Linked DNA regions of Gossypium hirsutum: region 2 is linked to region 1. A link is a contact called in public Hi-C data. All regions are on one chromosome and are shown on one strand. The core of a region is the stretch at or near the end of the contact, and the rest is flanking DNA. Distances in the headings are between cores, read along the strand shown. Region 1 has its middle 17 kb from the start of LOC107948686. Region 2 has its middle 7.0 kb from the start of LOC121228678.

Region 1 (5,091 bases), core at 1,030-3,529:
CTCCCAAGGGATACAATTACTATCCCCCTTTTGTTGAATTCGAGCAGTGACCCAAGGCTCACTCATCCCTGAAAGATTCATCAATTTTTTCACGAAAGTTTGACCATTAAACCTTGGCATAAGCTTTTCTAACTTGAACTTTTGAACACTTGAGCAGGGTAGTATATTCCTCCACGGTAGGCACTAAATCCACTTCCCCAAAAGTGAAACACTTGTAAGCAGAATTCCAAAATTTAACTATAACTCGAAACAGATACTTGTCCACCTTAATATTTAGCAAGTAGGATATATCACCATAGCTTTGATAGAACAACTGTTTCGTTCCCTCATCCCAATGAGCCCATATATCTCTCAACTCTTGTAACTTATTTTGTGTTACATTGACGCAAGTGAATTCCTGCAACTCTGATGTATATCCTTCTACCAGGCTATCCTCTTTCTCAGATTGTAACTTCTCTGACCATGCAAGGTCGGCCGTATTCTCCATGTTAAATCTTCTAAGTTAGTAATCAAATATGAATTAACACCTCCTTTAGTATGCAATGTCATGCAAAACACAATCAAAACAAAACACAAGTTAGTATCAAATATAAGTAATACGATACCAACAGAAACCAAAAATAATCAGAACACAGATATGGGCCACTACTAATGCTTAACATGACTCTACCTAAGGGTAGCTCTTAAGGTTCACTATATGTGGTTCGGTTCTAAAGAGAAGGTACCTGAACCAGCAGATTCCTCAATCCTCACCCATTATAGGCTCATATGGATCGAGTTCGATTCAGGGGAATACATTTCCCTATGACCATACAGAGATGAAAATCTCACGAAAGTATAGGTACAGATGTATCCAGGAAGCAATCCACTAGCCAATGCGGAGGTGAAAACCTTACGAAAGCATACTTTCTTACTCCCACTTAAAGGTATAGCCACAACGGTCATGCAATGCAATGCAATATTATTCTACAAGACCCAAACCATAACAATCAGACAAACAAATGCAATCATGATTTTCAAAACAAAGTTTCAATATTTTGACAAAAGGACAACAAATAATCAATTTTATGGCTTGACTCTCTTGTTGGGTCCTCAGTGGAGTCACCAAGCTGTTGAAACTATTTTTTTATTTTGATTTTTGAAAACAACGGGGATCAACTTTGTAAGACCCAATTTGTGCCTGGGTCCACACAAAAACCAAAAAAATAAAATAAATAAAACCAAATGTTTTAATAGTTCCAGTCCATTTACATTTATAGCTTAATAAACCCCAAAGAGCCTGAGTTAATTTAAAACCTAAATAAGTCTAGATCAATTAGCCTAAGTACAAAAGCCCAAAAATAACAGCCCAAATTTAAACCTTTGTCCAAAGTAAAATTAACCCAAAAGGCCCAATGTCTAAATTCTTTCAGAAACCTTAAGGGTTTCTGAAGTCTCCTCGTGCCGCAATAGCCTCCAAGCTCCAACAGCTTGACTCCGAGGTAAGCTCCCAGGGCCCAAGTCAATTGAAGCTTCTGGAAGCCACTACTATAGCTCCCATGAACAGTCCCACCGCGTCAGCAACACCACGACCTTTGTACCTGCAAAATGGACTAGCAAACAACACAGCAGATATACAACAATTGACAGCAAATGCATAACAGAAAATCCAAGGCCATTGTATTTTCTTTTATTTTTATTTATTTTTTCTTATTTCTCTTGATTCGGCTAAAAAAGCCAGAGAATCAGCTATAAAGAGGATCAGTTTTTTTCAGAAAATACACACGCATATTTTATGAGTACAAATCTAGAAAAGTTTGAATAAGAAATCATCTCAAGAGCAGTTTTTCAAAAGGTGATTTAGATTTTATTTTCTTTTGGATTCAGCTCCTATTTTTTTTAAAGCTTTGTTACTACATATGAAAGCAAAAAAAATAAGTAAAGGGGAGAGACTTAACTTTTTTTTGGAAGCTTCAAAATCCTTGTTTGCTTCGTGGTAATCGAAGCCTAGATGAGGATTGAAGTTAAAGCCTAGAAAAACTCATGGATTTGCGGTCAAATAGGGCCAGATTAAGCTTTCGTCTGACGTCGTCTGTTGAATATGGAGATGAAATGGCGGTTGTGAAGCTTCCGGTCGAATGAATAAGGGATAGACCTTAGGTTTTGTTTTATTTTGATTTGTTTTTATTAGTTTTAAGGTTTTTACCTTATTTTGTGCAGAACATGAAACGGTACCGTCTGGAGGAAGAAGATCCGCACGCCGACCCGTTTTGTGGCCCAGATCCGCGCCCTTTTACTTCGAATGGTCAAATTGCGCGACTAGTTCGTTTTCGCGCAGACCTTTAAATTGAACCTTATTTCCACTTTACTTCATTTCAAATTTGGCATAGAATTTGCGCGTCTTTGCAATTTAATCTGCGCCTAAACGCCATGTTTTGGGATCTGGAATATTTTCAGTTTTGATCCTTGGACGTTCGCGCGCATTGAGCTTCAGTCATTATTTTAATTTCAATAGTTTTTTATTTTATTAATTATCCCTCTAGTTTGATTTTTATTTCAATTAAGTTTTTTTTCCATTTTAATTTGTATAATTCATTTTTTTATCTCTTATTTTTATACATTTTAAATTATCTTGATAAATTATTTTGTTTTTATTACAAAATTATTATTTTAAAATCACCTTTTATATATTATATTATTTCAAAATTTTGTATAATATTTAATTTAACTACCCTTATATATATTGTTAATATATATAATTTATATTAAAATTGGTTTTATTTTATATACATTGATTAATTCCATGTTATTTTATATAATTGCTTTTAAATCTGTTTATTATGTATATAGCTTATTCTTTAGAAGACATATTTTATTATTTCTTTGTTATTAAAGATCCTTACATGTATATATTGCTTTGTTATAGATTGGTTTGTTATTTTTTTTCATGTATATTGTTTATCCTTTATTTTATTATATTTCCATTATATATTGTATACATTGATTTTTTCTATTATGGCATGTATATTATCACCTTTAATTAGATTAATTTTTTTTATGTTATTGGCTCCAAATTTCTTCTTTCACAATATATATTTAAATACTCATTTACATAATCTTAGTTTTATTTTTATATATGTACATTATTTCAAATCCAATCATGTGTTGTTCATTTTGTAAATTTTCATATATTTAATAGTTTTCAAATTATTTTCAAATTGTTTTGTATGCTATGTGTTGCTTTAGTTTTCATATTGTTTCATGTATTATCGTTTTATATTGATTATTAGCTTTTTGCACTATTATTTAAGTTTTTGTCCATCTATGTCCGAAACTTGTTATATTTCTTTCTAATTAGTTTCTTGGATGCGAGCTCATTGCTATTGTGTGTATGTTAATTTGTTCTTTTTGTTTACTTGTATAATATTTCGTATAGTAATCCATGTTTGTAACTTTGATTTTTTTTTTCCTATATTGTTGTATCGTGATTCAAACTTCAATATTTTGATTGATATTAGTTGTTTCGTTGTTATTTCAAGAAAAATAAAAGCGTTTTGAGCAAATTCTCAATTTTCCTTATTGTTCAAAAATTCTGAAATAAGGCAATATCTAATATTTAGGAAATTCGGAAAATCGTGCTCAATCGTACTGGGTATGACTTTTCCGGTGAACCAAATATTTGGATAATCTTTTATAATTTAATGTATGAGTTTTCCAAAGTTGAAAATCAATCGCATCTTAAACTTATAAGGGATCGTATCCAATCGTACTAGGTATGAAACCGCATATCTTTGAAACAAGAGATTTTTTACTGCTAATTTGAGCTATTCAAACATTTTAAAAGAATCATACTTCGGAAAATCTTTTCTTTTAAAACTTTTGATATGAGGACAGTATCAAATCAATTGGGTACCAATTTTTAGGCGTAATGAGGGTGCTAACCCTTCCTCATGCGTAACCGACTCCCAAACCCCTTTTTTTAACTAAACCAAATTTATTTTTCATTGAACAAAGCGTTTTAATAGGTGGTCCAATCGCACCTAAATCAAGAGATTGGTGGCGGCTCCACATTTTTGTTTTCAAAAGTCGATCCCCTTTGCTTTCAAAATAAAAAAAAGGGTTTCGACAAACGTTTTGAAACCCAAATGTGGAGTCGCCACCAATCTTTTGTTTTGGTGTGATTGGATCACCTTAATAAAATATTTTATTCCATTTAAATCAATTTTGGCCTACGAAATTTGAGTAAACGGGTTCGGGAGTCGGTTACGTATGACGAAGGATTAGCACCCTCACTACGCCCAAAATTGGTACCAAATTGATTAAGTACTGTCCTTATGTCTAAGATTTAAAGCTATTTTTGAAATATGGTTCCTTTTAAAACATTTGAATGGCTTAAGTTGGTCGTCCGAATTCTCTCGTTTCAAAGGTATACAGCATCACATCCAGCACGATAAGACACGATCCTTTATACCCTCGAAAACACGATAAATTTTTTACTTCCAAAAGTTTATATGTTGAAAATTACAAAATGATGCCCAATTATTTAGTCCAACGAAAAACTGAAACCTAACACAGTAGAGCACGATTCCTGAAACTTCCAAACATTGAATATTACCTTGCTTTATAATTTGTAAAACACGAGTGAAATTCTGAAGGAATATTCAATTATTTTGAACAAACCAGAAATCGAAACCCAGCACGATAGGGCACGATTCCCGAATTTCCAAACATTGAACATTGCATTGTCTCAGAATTTGAAAAACACGAGTGAAATTCTAAAGGAATATTTGATTATTTTGGACAAACGGGAAATCAAAACCCAACATGATAAGGCACGATTTCCTGAATTTCCAAACATCAAACATTGCCTTCGTTTTAAGGAATTTTCAAATGAATAATTATAAAACCAGCTTAAAACACATTAATTTGATTTAAAATAAAATGGAAAAATTAATTTTTTGAATAATAAGTTGAAAATTATAATGCAATACTTGTGAACGAAAGGGCAAAGTTTCTAGTATAGAATAAATACATGGATAACGGACTCTATTAATGAATGGAAATAGTGAAAAAATAAATAAAGCAAAGCAAATTACCATATACAAAGTAACA
Region 2 (5,562 bases), core at 2,717-5,216, 240 kb before region 1:
TCATTTTATTTATAAATGGCTTGTTTTATCTTTGCCCTTTGTATTGTTATTTCATTATTTGTTTATTTATTTATATTTATTTATATATTTTCAAAAATTTAGATTATTCATGATTATTAATATTGTTATTATCATTAATGTTATTATTATTATTATTAATGTTATTATTATGTAGACTTTAAATTTCATTTTAATTTGGATTTCCCCTTTCTATTTCGTTTAAGTTTCACTTAAGCCTTTTTTTAATTCCTTTATCTTACTTATTTGTTTGTTCTTTTACTTATTAATATATATATATATTTCGTTTATATTCTATTTTAATTCTTGTATTCATTTTTATTGTTCTTTTATTTCTCTTTAATTTTTACTTTCTTTCATTGATTATTTATTTTATTTAAACTTTTATTATTATTACTATTTTATTATCTATCATTATTATTTTTTTATTATTTATTCATCCATTTGTGCATTTCCCTCTTTATATACTATTAAAAATTAGATTATTTATTTTCTTTACTTGTACATATATTACTCTTATTATTATTATTATTATTATTATTATTATTATTATTATTATTATTATTATCGTTTGTTTATATATTTTATTTCAAATTATGTTGCATTATCATTATTCATTGAACCCAACGTTTTTCTTACGTTTTAACCGCCTTTTGTACAACATTTGATTAAACTAAACATATCATTTTAAACGTTACATTAATTTTTACTCAAATTTGTAAAAAAAGGGAAAATTCTGAAATAGGCAATGTTTCGCATTTTAGAGATTCAAGAAATCGTGCCATAACTTACGGGGTTTTGATTTTCTCGTCGAACCTAAATAGTCAAATATCCTTTTAAATTTTAAATATCCGAATTTGAAATAAAACTAAAGGTAATACTCCATATTTAGAAACTCTAGAAAGTCGTGCCCTAACTTACGGGGTTTTAATTCTCCTTGTTAGGTCTAAACAACCGAATATCCTTTTAAAGATCAAAGTACAACTTTTAAAATAAAGAAATTAAAAGGCAAGCTTATTTTTGAGGGTTCAAATGTCGTGTCCTAACTTACGGGATGTGACATTTTGTTATCTAGAGACAAGAAGGCCTTTAACGCTCGTTTCAATTTATTCAAGCATTTCTTTTAAATCAACATGAATAAAAAAGGATTGTATTTTTAAAATCTTTTAAAATCTTCAATTCTTGACACTAAGACATTAATTAATCAACTAGGAACCAATTTTGCGCGTTATGAGGGTGCTAATCCTTCCTCGTGCATAACTGACTCCCAAACCCGTCTTTTTGAATTTCGTAGACCAAAAGCATTGTTTTAATAAATCAAAACGGTTTATTGAAAACAACCATTTTACAAGGTGACCCAATCACACCTTATCAAAAAGGATTGGTGGCGACTCCCCTTTTTGTTTTCAAATAAAAAGTCGACCATTTTTTTAAAAAAAAGATGGTTTCGACAATAGGTATGTTAATGTAAATGACAATATGAGGAACAGAAATAAAATAAAATATACAAGCCAGAAATAAAATGACAAATAATAAGAATAACAAACTAAAAATTTGAAGCTAAAGATCTAACATTACATAAAATAATATTGTATAAAACAATTTAAAAATAATAATATTAATGATAATGATGATGACATTAATAGTAATAATATAATAATAAAAATCTAAGGTTTTAAAATTATATAAAAGGATATAAAAAAATAAATGGTAAAGTAAAATAAATGTATATAAAACAATTTAGGTAAATAAATATAAAAGAAATATAATAATAATAATAATAATGCAAAACTAATTAATTTGATAATATGATAATAATGACAAGAAAATATAAACATAATTGTTGAAACCATTTTTTCTATTTTGAAAACAACGGTAATAGACTTTTAAAACCAAATGTGGAGTCGCTACCAATATTTTGTTTTGGTGTGATTGGATCACCTTAATAAAATATTTTATTCCATTTAAATCAATTTTGGCCTACGAAATTTGAGAAAACGAGTTCGGGAGCCGGTTACGTACGAGGAAGGATTAGCATCCTCGCTACGCCCAAAATTGGTACCGAATTGATTAAATAATGTCCTTATGTCTAAAAAAATATTTTGAAATACAATTTCTTTTAAAACACTTGAATGAGTCAAATTGGACGTCAAGATTCACTTGTTTCAAAGGAATACAGTATCATATCCGACACGTTAGGACACGATCCTTTAAACCCTCGAAACTACGACCAATTCCTATTTCTAAAAGCCCATACACTTGAAAATTACAAAAGGATATTCGCTTATTTGGTCCAACGAAAAACCAAAGCCCAGCACGGTAGGACACGATTTCTCGAATTTCCAAACATTGAATATTGCCTTGTTTTAGAATTTAGAAAATACAGATGAAATTTCAAAGGAATATTTGATTATTTTGGACAAACGGAAAATTGAAACCCAGCACGGTAGGACACAATTCCTCGAGTTCCCAAACATTAATCATTACCTTTGTTTTAGTAAATTTTCAAATAAACAATCATAGAACTAGCTCAAAAACACATTAATTTGACTTGAAATAAAATGGAATAATTAGTTTTAAAGAGTTGGACACTATAAAGCGACATTTGTAAACCAAGAGGAAAAAAATGAAAACATGGGATAACATGCATGCATAAAATACAACAATTGATGAATGAAGATAATATAACCTTATTTAATCAATCAAACCAAACAATCGAATATAATTAATCTAACCAAAATGAAACCAATTTTCTAAGCATGTATGGAGAACAATTGAGATAACAATAAAACGAAAAAAAAGTATACAACCATGATATATAGCCTAATATAATACAATCGATACAAAATTTACAAAACAAAATGAAAATTAAAAAAAAACCAATATAGTATAAAGCATATTTAACATAATGATGAACTAATGAACACATAATATAATATATGAATTGATGAATTTAAAAAACTAGAGACATATATATAATCATTAAAATATGTATTATAGAATGAAGATTTTTAAATCAAATAATATACAAAGTGTTAAAAACATTTGTTAAAACACATACAATAAGGGAAAATTTAATAATATATAAAATATGAAAGGATAGCAAAAATACATAATAAAATATAATATTAGGAAATACACAAAATGGGTTTACAAAACGTATATATAAGAATACATTTAGAAGCAATGATTTGTAAAAATAGCTTGAAATTAATAATGCATATACGATTAAATTAATTTTATCGTGAACTATATATGTAATAGATTTTAAAAACATAATTATGTATACAAAGAAAAAAAAACTATATGTATAAAATAACATGGGTTTAATGATGTATATAAATCAAACATATGTACCAATATATATGTATATGTATAATAATAATTTAAATAATATATAAAACATGTATACAAAACATATTAAAATAACAAAAATATATGTTAAAATATACGAATAGATTCAAAAGCATGTATGAAATAACATAACATTAATAATATACATAGACCAAAATTAACTTTATTACGAATATTATATATAACAATGTGTAAAAAACATTTATAAAAAAAAATACAAAATGTGAAAATGATATGTCAAAAACAAATTTACAATAATAAAAAAAGGTACAATCACCAAGGTAATTCAAAATATACAAATAAGTAAACAAGAGTAAAAAATGACTGAAATAAATCTTTAAAAAAAATAAAAACTTAATTAAAGTCAAATTAAAACGAAAGGGATAATTTGCAAATAAAATAATCGAAAAGAGGACCAACGTGTAATGCGCTCCAATGTACAGGGATCCAAGCTGGAAATATTCCTAACCCCCAAAACGCAGCACACAAGCGCTGACTAAAATGAAATAGCGCACAGACTTTTGGGGAAAATTTTAAAAAAAGATAGGATGCCAATAGGAGTCAACTGAGATGCGGCGCAAAAGGGGGGGATTAACCGCACAAATTTCCCATTGGAAGAGCAGAGGCATGGATCCGGGTCTGGGAATGGGTCGACGCGCGGATCTCCCTGCCCTTAAACGGCACCGTTTTTCAAATCTGCTTTTAAAACCCTTCTCCCTTATTTTCTCCTTTTAACATAGCAGCCCTTTTAATTGAAATGAACGTTGAATTCTGCTAGGGTTTCATTTAGCAGCCGCCGAACCCACCATTCGATTTGATGGCCGATAGTGCACGAGCAGGACCCGATCTTGCCAAAGAAAGCCTCACCCACAGAGGTTCGGTAAGTGTACTCCTTTTTCTCTCCCTTTTTTTGAAAAAAAAAACCCTTAAAATCCTATACTATTCTGTCAAAAAACAAAGCGAAATCCGACAAAAAAGCAAAAGAAAACAACCCTAGCCCGAGTCACCATATTTCTGAGACATATGGGCTTTCATCGGTGTTGTTTCAAGCATTCTTTTCATTTTCCATGCTAAAAAATTACAAGCAAATCGAAAGAAAAGGGGGGAAAAAAAGAAATAGGATTTGAAATCACCTTTCGATAATTTTTTGATTTCTTTTTTTCTGCTATTTAATATGCGTATTTCAATATGCGTAAAAAAAATTTTCATCGGTGTTGTTTCAAGCATTCTTTTCATTTTCCATGCTAAAAAATTACAAGCAAATCGAAAGAAAAGGGGGAAAAAAAAAGAAATAGGATTTGAAATCACCTTTCGATAATTTTTTGATTTCTCTTTTTCTACTATTTAATATGCGTATTTCAATATGCGTAAAAAAAATACAATGAAGAAGTTCTTGGCTTTATAGCCGGAATCCGAAAGAATAAATAAAAAAATACAAATTTTCCTTCGTGTTTGTTGTCGTTCTCTTGTTTGTTTGCATGTATGGAGGTACGAGGCTAGCTGTGGTGGTACGTGGCACTCGGCGTGGGGCATACGGAGGTGTGCTGGAGGTCATACAGTGCTTGGAGGCTGAAGGCTATTGCGGCGCATCGAGGGGGACCCTAGGGTTTCTGTGAATGCCAAACTCTCGGGCCATTTGGGCCTACTCTGTTGTGTAATATTGGGCTAGGATTAATTTGGGCCCTTGTAATTATTTTGGGCCAATTAGGGCTGGTGTAATAAAGGGACTGGGACTATTAAAAAATTTGGTTTTATTATTATTTAGTTTATGTTTGTACATGCCCTGGGCAGATTTGGGCCTATACAATAATAATAATGAAAATAATATTTAATTAATTAATTTAATAATGGAATAGAAAAATAACAAAAAAGAAGGGACTAAATCAAACTTTTAAATAGAAATTTGGGCAAATTTGAAATAACAATGAAAGGGGAGGACTTATCTGAACACGTGAATAACATGGAGGGACTAATAGGGGAATTCTCCCTTCTCCTCCAAAACGACATCGTTCCCATAAGAACTAAAATGTGATCGAAATAAAGTATGGGGTAAAAATTAAAAAAAAAAGAACTTAATTGCAAAAACATTAAAAAGCGGAAGGGCTAAAGGTGCAATTAGTCCCAACACGTTAATCCTCACTGGCAGGTCGGGTCCACATGGGGATCCTAGGGGGAAAATGACGACGATTT

Evidence for each region. Hi-C and Micro-C count contacts between places; a contact is called where the count stands out from the background.
Region 2: a contact with region 1 is called in a Hi-C map of leaf, with 2.6 times the contacts expected there. The contact joins two enhancer-like sites. A contact is called at or near these places in 5 of 34 Hi-C or Micro-C datasets (callus, leaf and petal).

What each region holds. Positions count from the first base shown.
Region 1 is chrA04:8,899,784-8,904,874 of Gossypium_hirsutum_v2.1, reverse strand. No RefSeq gene overlaps it. Among protein-coding and RNA genes, the nearest start is that of LOC107948686, 17 kb to the right of the region's middle. Within about 2 kb of position 2,279, at least 9 of the 9 cell types and tissues checked have an H3K27ac peak or open chromatin away from gene starts, as enhancers often do. A contact at or near this core is called in leaf, where this site is marked.
Region 2 is chrA04:9,139,370-9,144,931 of Gossypium_hirsutum_v2.1, reverse strand. No RefSeq gene overlaps it. Among protein-coding and RNA genes, the nearest start is that of LOC121228678, 7.0 kb to the left of the region's middle. Within about 2 kb of position 3,966, at least 9 of the 9 cell types and tissues checked have an H3K27ac peak or open chromatin away from gene starts, as enhancers often do. A contact at or near this core is called in leaf, where this site is marked.